Regions from separate parts of the Mus musculus genome. Here regions 2 and 3 are each linked to region 1. Evidence: chromatin contacts called from public HiChIP or PLAC-seq data. All regions are on one chromosome and are shown on one strand. Each heading gives the region's core, a stretch centred on a gene start, on an enhancer-like site or on the middle of the called end of the contact. The rest is flanking DNA. Distances are from core to core; before and after follow the strand shown.

What was found. HiChIP or PLAC-seq counts read pairs in DNA pulled down with a chosen protein or histone mark.
Region 2: a contact with region 1 is called in a FOXA1 HiChIP or PLAC-seq map of pancreatic cancer cells. The contact joins the promoter of 1700065J11Rik here to the promoter of Wdr91 in region 1. A contact is called at or near these places in 2 of 39 promoter capture datasets (pre-B cells and stem cell-derived epiblast-like cells) and 1 of 115 datasets of contacts at active chromatin or transcription factors (pancreatic cancer cells).
Region 3: a contact with region 1 is called in an H3K27ac HiChIP or PLAC-seq map of extraembryonic endoderm stem cells, with 4 times the contacts expected there. The contact joins the promoter of Cald1 here to the promoter of Wdr91 in region 1. A contact is called at or near these places in 2 of 39 promoter capture datasets (the 3T3-L1 cell line and neural stem cells), 3 of 484 Hi-C or Micro-C datasets (embryonic stem cells and uterus), 5 of 115 datasets of contacts at active chromatin or transcription factors (embryonic stem cells, epiblast stem cells, extraembryonic endoderm stem cells and 2 more) and 1 of 9 other capture datasets (adipose tissue).

Annotation. Positions count from the first base shown.
Region 1 is chr6:34,908,933-34,913,061 of GRCm38.p6, reverse strand. It overlaps Wdr91 (WD repeat domain 91), which reads left to right and starts at 2,231. Exons shown (of 15, transcript NM_001013366.1): 1 at 2,231-2,365; 2 at 3,522-3,701. The coding sequence starts at 2,243.
Region 2 is chr6:35,329,163-35,333,291 of GRCm38.p6, reverse strand. 1700065J11Rik (RIKEN cDNA 1700065J11 gene) reads right to left here and starts at 2,446. Exons shown (of 3, transcript NR_040526.1): 1 at 2,410-2,446.
Region 3 is chr6:34,596,701-34,600,829 of GRCm38.p6, reverse strand. It overlaps Cald1 (caldesmon 1), which reads right to left and starts at 2,326. Exons shown (of 14, transcript NM_001347100.1): 1 at 2,165-2,326.

The DNA of each region.
Region 1 (4,129 bases), core at 982-3,481:
CTTTGATCCTAAAATCTGTGCTACAGCCGAGCCTGTATTTTTAACTTTCTGGGCACCAGAACTATGAGAACTAAGTCCTTTCAAAGCCACCCAGTTCGTGACACTTTGTTAGGAAAGCAGACAAAAACTGAGACATGACATCTGAACAAACGCTGGAGGGAGAAAAGGCAGCTAATGTGAGTGCCTGAAGACATTTCAGATTGAACAAGGGGTGTATGAGAGGGCACAGAGAGACTGCTTCTCATTCATTATATAATATAAATATGTAAAAAATATATTTTATATTTATACAATATATAAGTAAAAATTTATATTTAACTATTATATAAATATATATTATACCTTGTATAATATATTATATATTGCATAATATATAATATATGTATGTATTATATATAAATAATATATTATATAAAATGTATTTATATTATATATAAATATAATAAAAATCAATGTACTATACATTCTATATAAATAATTTTATATATTTATATGTTTATATATATAATACAATCTTGAGGCTGGAGAGATGGCACAGTAGTTAAGACTGCTTGCTCCATAATCATGAAGATCAGAGTTTGGGCCCTAGCACCCATGTATAAAGCTGGATGTCCCTATAAACAAGCATAACCTCAGCTCTGAGGCGGGCAGACATAAGGGACTGTGGAGGCTTGCTGGCCTCCAGCCTAGCCGTGAAAATGAGAGCCCCAGTTCCAGGGAGAGACCCTGTTTCTAAAGGAAAAAGTGGAGAAAGACACCCAGTACTCTCTTTGGGCCCCCACAAGGGCATAGATACCCACACCCATGTGTGTATGTGTGTGTGTGTGTGTGTATGTATGTGTGTGTGTATACACATAAATAATTTGATCTTTTTGATGCCTTTTTTTTTTTTTTTTTGGTGTTTTTGAGACAGGGTTTCTCTGTGTAGTCCTGGCTGTCCTGGAACTCACTTTGTAGACCAGGCTGGCCTCGAACTCAGAAATCCGCCTGCCTCTGCCTCCCGAGTGTTGGGATTAAAGGCGTGCACCACCATGCCCGGCTTTTTTTTTTTTTTTTTAATTAAGAATGGCTGGCCTTGAACTCACAGAGACCTGCCTAGCTCTGTCTCCAGAGTATACACCACCACGCCTGGTCTTCATGCACTATCTTATCAAATCGTCATTATGACTGTGCCTGGTGGACATTATCAGTGCTCTCTCAAAGATGAAGAAATAAGGCAAAATGTGTATGTATGCCTTGTAAAAACTTCAAATAATTTTCTAAACAAGAAAAAGAAAGAAGGCAAAAGGAACTGGAAGTCCTTCAGAGAATAAAATATAGGTTGTTTTACAATTTTCCTGAGTTTAAAAACTGTTCACAAAACCACAATTAATTGAAAAAACTAACAAGAAACTGGGACCATAGGTCACACCCTTCTGAAACTTGCCTTTTTTAAAATTTCTCTAAGTGGTACATCTTGGTTGGTATAGTTTACCCTTCTTACTCAGGAACTCAGGGCTAGACAGGACTGGTGGTGGGGATTTTTTTTTTATTGCAAGTTCAAGATCTGTGTGGTCAATTTAGTGAGACTGTGACAAAACCCAAAAGCAGCTCAGCGGTAGGGTGCTTGCCTAGCGTGTGTGAGGCCCTGGCCAAAAAAGAAGGAAAAGAAAAGAAAAGAAAAGAAAAGAAAAGAAAAGAAAAGAAAAGAAAGGAAAGGAAAGGAAAGGAAAGGAAAGGAAAGGAAAAGAAAAGAAAAGAAAAGAAAAGAAAAGAAAAGAAAAGAAAAGAAAAGAGGTCCAAGCTGGACTTTTATGAGTTGACTTCACACTGGCCACTTTACCTGTTGGGGCTCGAGTTTTCTCCTTTTGTAAGAGGAGGATAGAGGACAAAAGATTCTGCAGTGTCATGCCAATAAGCTGGGAACATCACTCCCTCCCCGCCCTGTGAATATGTGGAAGGTTCGCAAGGTCCAGCTTTACTTTACTTGGATCGAGGCATCAGTGTTAGCAACTCAGGACACACTCTGTATCACCAGAAAACTTCAGCAAGCCGAGACGCCCGGGAGCTGGCTGAGAGTAGGGAGGGGCGGGGCTACAGGGGGAGATGGGCGGGGCGCCTGCGGGGCGGGGCGGAGCGCAAGGTTGGTAGGTTGGGCGTGGCGTGACGTACGAGGCGCCCGAGATAGGCTCCGCCCCGTCGCTCCAAGCCCCGCCCCTCCGCCCTGAGCGGCTCGGGTCTTTTGCAGCGCGCGCGCGCAGCGATGGCGGAGGCGGTGGAGCGCACAGACGAGCTGGTCCGGGAGTACCTGCTCTTCCGTGGCTTCACGCACACACTGCGGCAGCTGGATGCGGAGATCAAGGCGGACAAAGAGAAGGGGTTCCGGGTGAGGGGTCGGCAGGGGCGGCGGAGGCGGCTCGGGGGGCGGGCCTCCTGCTCCAACCCTGCCCTCCGGGGCGAGGGCGGCGCTGTCACTGCATGGTAGGGGACTGAAGGCGTCTCCGGTCTGGCCCTCGCTTGACATAGGAGGAACTGAGGGCCGGAGATGGTCGTGACATGCCCGAAGTTGCTCAGTGAGTGAGTCAGGAGCATCGGGACTCAGGTCCCTGGTTCCCGGTACAGGGCTTCACTCCATGCCAGCCTCTCAGCAGGTGCTAGCCAATGGCTGGCCGGCGTGGTTACAACACTTTAAGAGCCATGGTTGAGCGCAAGTCTGAATTTTGATGGAAGAAGCGGGAGCAAAGGGGGCTGCGCCCAGAAGACTGGGTTCAGGTCTGGGAGGTAGATTGTAAGAATGGCATCAGGGAATCATTGGAAGATTCCCTTCTGCTTTGAAGCACAAAGTTCTCTGATACTAGTTTCCACTGAGAGGCGCTTGGGATTTCTTTGCTTATGATTTGTATGTTTGCACGTACAGAGTTAAATTGGTCTTGGGCAGATGGATTGAGGGAGGTGGTGAGCTAGTTGTTGGCGCATCAGAAGGAAGTTAGGATATTGGTTTCTACCTTTCGAGTTTATTGGTTGCTTGGTGGCAAAGCAAAGCATTTCCCTACTCCAGACAGCAGTGGTATTCAAAACACTGTCATGGTGTGATTGTCTTTGACTGAAGGCAGCAGCCACTGAGGCTCAGGTGGGACTCTGATGACCCGCAGGGAGCCAGTAATCACTGTGTCTCTTGGAATTCAGAAACTGTGGAGCTGGGACGAGGACCCTGGCAATTGTCTCTGGCTCATTGGCTCTTACTTATTTTTACAGTGTGAGGCAATCAAGACTGCTGTTGAAGTGACATTGCCAAGTTGGTCAAGGAGACTCAACACCTGGAGCCAAAGCTCTTGCTTTCTGGAATTTCCGAGCTTGCCAGAGCACCAAGTCCTGTATCTAGCATGAGAAAATAACTTGAAAGCTAGTATGCTAACATATCTTGGGGATTTTATAGATTGCCAACTGGACTATATGTTTTTACATCTGGGAGCCATAGGAAGAAGATGAAACTATACGATGTATAGTGAGGTGAGAATTTCCTTCTGTCTGTCTCCCCTCAGGTGGACAAGATTGTGGACCAGCTGCAACAGTTGATGCAGGTTTACGACTTGGCTGCCCTTCGGGATTATTGGAGCTACCTGGAACGCAGGCTCTTCAGCCGCTTGGAGGATATCTATCGACCTACCATCAACAAACTGAAAACCAGCCTGTTCCGCTTTTATCTTGTCTACACAATCCAGGTACTTCTTGCTTTTGACTGTTTCCCCATCCCCAGTGTCTTATGATCTGTAGAGATCATCTGATTGGTTTTCCCCAGTTCTATGTCCTTTTGGTTTTAAGCATGTAAACTTGTGTGGCATTTTAAGGACTATAAACGTTATATATATTTTATATATAAACTATATACAAAGCTGGAGCTGGCAGTGGTGGTGCACTTCTCCCTTCTTTCCCAGCACTCAGGAGGCAGGGGTAGGTGAATCTCTGAGTTTGAGGCCAGTCTCTGCTGCAGAGTGAATTCTAGGATAGCCAGGGCTGCACAGAGAAACCCTGTCTCTAAAAGCAAAACAAAATGTAGCTGATTTGGGGCACTAATTTAGATTATTTGAGCATCACCTAGGGATTGTTTTCAGTATGGCACTTGTCAAGAGAACCTCAGTTGACTTTTGAT
Region 2 (4,129 bases), core at 1,197-3,696, 420 kb before region 1:
CTTTCCATTTCTCCCAGAACTCCAGTGAAGCTCTGTTTTGTTGTTGTTGTTGTTTTGTTTTGTTTTGTTTTGTTTTGTTTTGTTTTGTTTCAAGACAGGATTTCTCTGTGTAGCCTTGATGTCCTGGAACCCACTCTATAAACCAGGCTGGCCTCGAACTCCTAAGGACCCTCCTGCCTCTGCCTCCCAAGTAAAGATTAAAGGTGTGCACCACTACCAGCTCACAGTGGGGCTCTTATCAAAACCAAGTAGATGCCCTTAAACTCCCCGAACCAAAATATTTTTCTTCTCATTATAAGTTACCCAGCTTCAGGTATTCTGTGGTAGTACCAGAAAGTGGGTTAAGTAACTTACTCTCTTGCCTCCATGAAAATCAGCATCAGCTCCTCCTAGGGATGTAGGAAGAACAAAGCCCACAGTGGAGCCAAGGACCTGGTCTTCCTCCAAAGCTCCTCCATCAGGCGCACTTTCTGGGTCCTGCACTGCATCCTACCTTGCTCTTATCCTGATTTGTATGTTTGTCTAATCCTGCTGCTACAGGCTGAACCTAAGTGCGGCATAGCATCTCACTCCATCCCAGAGGAGGCATCCTTGGACGTGCAAAGAAAAGCAAGCAATTATTTGAATGATAATGCACATTTAACCTATGAGGATCTGCCAAGCCATAAGCACTGAACAGCCCGAAATCAGAATTACTACATTTGTAGGACCAAGCATCTTACACCGGCACCCACCAATCGCTTACAGGAGTGATCCGTGATCCATATTCATTGTTGGTTTGGCAGGATTTAGAATTACTGAGGAGACAAGCCCCTGGGCCTGTCTGTAGGGGATGATCTAGATTAGATCCATTGAAATAGGAAGGTTCATCCTAACTGTGAGTTGAACCATTCCATGGACTGGGGTTCCTAACTGAATAAAAACAAAGGGTTGTCTAGAGAGATGGCTCAGCGGTTGAATGGCACCTGCTGTTCTTACAGACAGCTCAGGTCTGGTTCCCAGCACGCACAGGCTGGCTCACAACCATCTGCAACTCCAGTTCCAAAGGATCTGATGGCCTTCCTGGATACCAGGCACTAACGTGGCATGTGCTGTGTGTGTGCGTGAGTGCAGGAAAACACTCACACATATAAATAAATAAATCTAAAAAGGAAAACAACTAATGAGGCCAATATTCATCTCTCTGCTTCTTGATTGTCAGTGCCTGTGACCAGCCACACCCCCTGCCATCATGCCTTCCTGGCCATAATAAACCAAACCAAGACCTTCCTTCTTTAAGTTGCTTCTTGTTGGGTATTTGGTCACAGCTGGGGAAAAAATACCTAATATATCTCCTAAGGTGAGGTCGGCAGACTGCAATCAAAACACCTTGTACAGGATGCTGGAGGCACCAGTTCTGCCCCAGTCCCTCTGGGCTCACCCTTGATCTTTCTCCTCCTCCACTCCTCTCCTGTGGAAGCTAGTCCCTGCTCTCTACTGATCTCTCTTTTGTGGGCTCAGGAGAAAAGAATAGAGAACAAAGAGATGTCGAGGAGGCTGCTAAAGAGCTTTTGCTCAAGGCACTCAGGTCCCTGTATCCTGCTTTAGAAACTATTTTCCCCTAAACATCACCCCACACATGTCTTCTGGGGACCACAGTCCATCCAGTGCACCTCTGGATTCAAGGTGGCATGCCACCCACCTGGCTTTACTAAGGTCTGGGAGGAAATGGTTCCCTGGGATGCTAAGGAGCTGGTGGAAGCCCCTGAACTCAAGGCTCCCAGCCCAATAGCAGGCAGAGCTAGTCCTGGTCTGGAACTGTCCTTTCCCTAGGCTGGGCTCATCCTCAGCACATAAAAGCCACAACATTGTGTAAACAGCCAGACAGTGCCATCCCACATCAGCCCATACCTGCCAGGGCTCTCAAGTGTTTTTCTGACCTCTCCCGACCCCCGCCCACCTCTTGTTCTTACTGGAAAAATTCCTCCCCAGAGTTTCCAAATTCAAAAGGGAGAAAAGGAAGATTCCCTTCCATTTTGATTGTGGATGAAAATAAATCCATTGTAAGTTTCTTACCCCAAATCAGATTCGCTAACGAACTGGTCCAGGGCTGTTAAGGACAAATGTGAATGTTTTCAGAGGTGTTTTTGGAAAATCACGGACAGTGGCCAGGAGACGAACCTGCTGAGCTGTGGTTATTGGCATCGTGATTCAAAGCAGGAAATTCCTTACATAACTCACCCTCTCCCAAGCCTGCTGGGAGCAGGAGAGTCCAACTCCTCCCTGGGCTCCCTTCTGTTCCCAGACTGCTACCCACTGGGCCTGAACATGGCTGACCATCTACTTACTAAGCCAGAGCAAATGTGCATGCCTATCCTTCAAATCCCTTCAAGGCCAGACTCTAGGGGAGAAGATAAGGAAAATACTAACCACTCCCTCCATAAGGCTCCACGTCTTCTCCTTCTATGCAATGTAACCAGTGAGCAAATAAGATACCCTCTCCAGGCAACATTCCATTCTAGAATATTCCTTCTGGTACCATACCAACCCCCACCTTCCACTTCTCTAACCTCTAAGGATCTAAGACAGACAGACAGACACGCAGACAGACAGATGGACACACACACACAGAATCTATCAGTCTGGGTAGGCTAATTACTACAACAAGCACCTCAGTGAACGAACACAATGACAGTTTCACATTTGCTCACATTTAATAGCTGCTCATCTAAGCTGAGCCATGACTACACAGGGGACTTTCATTTGCTTTCTAAGCTATATTTTCTGCTTTCTAAGTCACAGTTCTTTAAGGAACCGTAGCTTGCACATTTTTTATGGAAGCAAGAGTTCTCCTCGGTTCTTCTTTACAGTTTGGAGTATAAGGAACAGATCCCAAAGTGCACTGTGTGAACCCCACAAAGTTGGCAGAGATCCGGTCCGTCATGTTCAGTCAGTGCCGCCATTAGCGGGCCTAACCCTTTCTCCACTGACACGCTGCTCTGGCAAGCAGAGCTTCCGGCCTCACAGACACATGGAAGCTGAATTGCCCAAAGGATTCTTGCGCCTGGCAGAGAATACTCTGCGCACATGGACATTGCAGGAGGACATTCTGGCCTGGCCTGGCCTGACACAAGACTACACGTATCACTGAGTCACTGATGATGGCAGTCCTAGCGGGATGAATGGATGCGTCGTCTGCCTTGGAGGCCAGCACTCTGTGACTCCATCTGTGCTTCTGTTGTCAAACCAAATTACCTCACTTATGGATTTAAAATAGAATCCAGACCAAAGGTGCTGGCTGTGTAGACAGGGAGGGAGGATTCAGTAGACGCGATTCTGGGTACCAAGCCAGAAGAGAAGGCTGGAAGCTGACACAGGCATTCCCACTGTTCAAAACCTGTGGCTTCTTTCTACATTCCTTTGCTCATTCATTCAACACTTTACCTACAGACTGAATGGGTCTATTCCCTTGGGCATGTCTGACTCCCGTGGACCATGTCACCAAACCCGCTTGCCTTTTGGCTGCCATTTAGGTCAGGGTATCAGGAGGCAAGAGGTATAAACAGGAAGTTGAAAGGAGAGAGTCTGAAGAGTAACAGCAGGAAAATCGCAAAACATGAGGTTGCCCAGCTTTAGAGCCAATCAGAGCTGAGGTTGCCCAGCTTTAGAGCCAATCAGAGCTGAGGTTGCCCAGCTTTAGAGCCAATCAGAGCTGAGGTTGCCCAGCTTTAGAGCCAATCAGAGCTGAGGTTGCCCAGCTTTAGACCAATCAGAGCTGAGGTTGCCCAGCTTTAGAGCCAATCAGAGCTGAGGTTGCCCAGCTTTAGAGCCAATCAGAGCTGAGGTTGCCCAGCTTTAGAGCCAATCAGCAAACATCCAAGGAAGCCCTATTCTCTCAAGGTCCTTTGGACAATCCTTTAGATTTATAAAATAAGTTCTATGAGCAAGCATGACACCAGAAGCCGGCTAGTATCAGAGCCAGGAGAACTAACTTCATAAGATGCAATCGTGTGCTGGGTCAGCTCCTACCATGCAGGATGCCCAAGAGCCCATTGTTAGAATTTCAGAAACTTGAAAGCTGCTTTCTAAACCACTTAGTAGCTTCAGGTCAGCCTTAGTGGGAGTATGTTCATCAGAGAAATTGGCAGGC
Region 3 (4,129 bases), core at 1,077-3,576, 310 kb after region 1:
TCAGGTGTCTCCTTTAAGCCCTTGACTATGAAATCACAACCTGTCTCTTCATCTTCTCTCTCTCTCTCTCTCTCTCTCTCTCTCTCTCTCTCTCTCTCTCTCTGAGGTGTAAAAATAAATCACATGCCTAATGCAATCTTCAATTTGGATGCTTTAAACTGCACATTCTGTTGCCTTTCAAAAATGCTAACAACCCCACACTTAGCCTGTAAACTGGTTAAGTACATACATTCTTCACGTGTTCTAAGATCTATTCTTTTCTGCAATTCTTTTTTCACCCAGAGCTTCTCCTATGTTTTTCATTAGATGGTTTTAATGGAATCAAAGTTCCCAGGCTGTGGCTTCACAGAGCTCAACTTACCTCCCTATTAGGGGAAAGCTCTCCCAGATTGTTCTTCACCGGGAGAAAGTAGCATCAAGAACTGCCTGACAGTCACCATGAACTGAAGCCCCTCACTCTGTGTTAGGAGAACACACTCGGTATTATTCCAGAAAATGTTATTTTGTAGTGATTGGGGGTGGGGAGCATGTGAGGGGGATGGGAGAAACTGGTCATAGAGAAAATGAACTTTCAGCCACTCCAGGATGTTGGCTTCAAAGTGGAATTTATCCTCAAATCCAAGATTATAGATTTCCTTCCAAACTGCATTCCCTTCGTGGTTTAGAGAATACTTGAGAAAGAAATTGCTTTCCATGTTTTCATTGACATTAACCCCACCACCACCACCACCCCCCCGTACAAAGTTTGGAACTTGATGTCTTTGGAGGAGGGACAGTAGTCGAGCAGAGCAAACGATTGCCTGCAGCCTTCCCCTCACACTTACACACTTCCTCAGAGACATTCCAGGGAAAGAAACTCACAGGGCAGTCTGTTCTCACGTGTCACTTCTCAAGAAATCCCCACCCTTCTAAACACAAGGATTCCTTAGCAAGTCCCAACCTCAAGGCATCGCAGTCTATGGCAAACATAAATGGAAGCAGCCACCTGGGAACGCTAGAGCTTACTATGAGTATTATTATTTAACTGCTCAGACTTACTCTTCTTCTGCAGGGCACCTTGTCTTCAGTAAGTTCTAGTTCTCGTGTCTGGTTTTGCCTAACACTAAGGGACTGTGCTGCTTCCATTTACAGCCCCACGCGCAGAGCCTCGTTGCCAGCAGGGATCTGGGAATACCAAGCTCTTTGCTCTCTGTTTCTGACCATGGATTGCCATGGCACTGAAATTCCCCCACCCTTTACAATCGGCTCTTTCTAAAAGGAATTACCGACTACTACCAACTTGCGCTACTGACTGAGATGCCCAAATACGTCTGTTTGGAAATAAGAGCTCCTTTCCTTCCTTTCTGGAACGTTCCTCCAGCTCCTATCTTTTCAGACCCTCGGGGGGCATACTTTCCAACAGAAATGAAGATTTCTCAAGAAATATTTTGGTAGGCAGTTACCCATGATTTCTACACACACGCCCACTCATGCACACATTCTCTTGCTGCTCCGGTTTATAGAAAACAAACAGGGCAGGCATCTTCTATTTCAGCAAATAACAGATGAGCGGCACTCGCTGAGTTGGTGCTAGTGGTAGAACTCTGACCTTATTTCTTTACATCTCTGAAATCCCACTTCTAAAATCCTGGTAGCAGAGTAAGAGGAACCCATTACTTAGCTTAAAATTAGCTTAAAACAAAAACCCAAACCCACAACAAAACAAAACAAACATTCTTTGTCTTAACAACGTAAAAAGCCGTTGATGTTATTTTTTTAATTAAAACCTGAATCCTCTTTAAATGTCTGCTGACCAAAGATGGGAAAGAAACTGCTAAAGGGACAGAATCCTCTCACAGCTGCTGGCCTGAGGATTCCGGGTACAGACCACATCCCCCTTGGAACAAAAGCGCATCCTGGGCAAACGCGCTGGTGCTCCCTGATCCTGTCACCAGGAGATGACACCGTTTGTGCCATCTCTATAAACAAAACTTGAAGTTTCATCACATTGACCTTCTGGGAACAGGTCAGGAAGTCCAGGCGCTGGCTTTGAGAATTTACGTGGTCTGTTGCCTGCCTTGAAAGATTTTGCATATCCAGCAGCCTTAGCCAGGAATGTTGCCTGAAACCTGTAGAGCAGCCCCAGCTTCCCTGAAGGCGGAGAAAGAAAGACTTTGTCTCTTACCTCTAGGGCAGCAACTTCTTCCCAAGGAGGGATGTCCTGCTGTCTGAAAGCAGGGATTCCTTTAAGCAACCCAGCAAGAGAGCAAGCAGGCAGGCAGGCAGGCAGGCAGCCTAATGCACACTGCTCTATTCAATAAAACTGCAGACCGCCCTTCCTTGGCCCCTCCCAGAAGTCCATGCTAAGTGAACACATACCCCCTATGTTTACAGTCAGCAGGCGGTGGTATGCATTGTCCTGTAGTTTTTCTAATAGGCAGCCAATGACGACACCCTAGCCAAGGTGATGCTGTCTGCCCGTGCAGATGCCTGTCATTCCCTAGGCATGCTCAGGATATCACTCATCAGAAAAACCAAGTCCTAAAAAGCTTGAAACCGTGAGCAGGCTGCCAAAACCAGCCGGCTCCATGCCCTTTTTTGGTTATCCTAAGCAGGGCCTCCTGGAAGCAGATCCATTGTCAGGAACAATCATAAGAAACGTTAATCTTGGAGAAAGAGGCTGTCTTGTAGAACACAAATAGAGCTTTAAAAAGAAAGTACAGTCCACGAGACAATAAGTGGACAGTTAGACACACTTACAGGGGTGAGGCTGGGGGTGGGAGGAGACATTTTAGTCGAAGAAGCCGTAATAGTGTATTTCTTTGCAAAGCAGTTTCATTATAAAAATAAATTTACATTATTATACGAGTTAAAAATCTGAAGTGGATAAGAAGCAGGGCGGCTGGCTGCACAGGCTAAGTTCTAGCCTAGAATATGTCTATGTGTGTTATGGGAACAACTGACAAAAAGTATAAATAAAATGTATCAGTCTTTTTAGTACATAATGTTGGCCAGGAAAAAAAAAAAAGGTGAGGCCAGAAGCTAGCAGATAGAGTCCTAGGCTTAAGAGAGAGCTTTATTGGCATTTCCTACCAACACCCATCTTCCTTTCTTTCTTCTGTCTTGGCAACAAGGAGATTGTACTAGAAATGTGTAAAAACAAATGTGCAGAGAAGGACATAGAGAGATCCAGGACCTGCTTTGGGGCAGGTATAGATAGACACATATGCTCTCACAGGTGACACAGATGTCCTAGAACATTCTAGAAAGCCAGTGATAGGGGAGCCCTGAAAGATGCTGAGTTACAATGCAGGTCACTGGCCCACACATGCATCCAATTGTGGTCTTGTAGTCTTTGGAACTCATTCAGTCGGTACTTAGCTTTTAAAAAAAATGGAATACTTACTGTTTGTCAGACCTGGGGCTTAGCACGAAATCCATGTTTCATTACTGATACTGTCTCATCACCGACCAAGAAGTTTTAAATATTTCCCCTGGCTAATTACAAGTCCAGAAGCTTAATCAACACATGCAGTCTGACTGAAAAAGCCTTTCTCTATTAATGATGATCTGACAAAGAAGCTGTCTCTATTCAGGAAACAGCCCCCGCCCTTTGTGCTTCCTTGAGAATGCTTGGGAAGCAGTCGGTCCACATGGGTGAGTTTCTTCTCCAGCCCCCAGTTATTAACCAGTCACCCAGAAGTGTCTACATGGACCCCCTACACTTCTTAGGGAGGTAACTTACCTCCTCTGTGTTTCTTGCTTTCTTCTACTAAACAGCTCTAAAAAAAAGTTACAGCAAAGACTACAGGGTCCAGGGAGAGTTGGACTTAAAGCATCCTTGAACCAGAACTGAGAGAGTACTTTCCCAGACACACAAGATAAATAACTTGTTGGTGGGAACCACACTGTTAATGTTGCATTTCAAGTTCACTGTAGCTCAACCAGGTGAGCACAGCCATGTTCAAAATTGTTCTTTTGGGAAACCTCTTTCTGATCCCAGATAAATGATTTGAAAATAAACTTTTTGGATCATAGCCAGTTTGGCAGCTGGGGAAACCCTGTATCTGGCTGGACAGGTTGAAAGACAGAGTCAAGCTTCTTAGTCTGGCAAAAGACTGAACTTGAAGACAATAGCAGACAGACATGA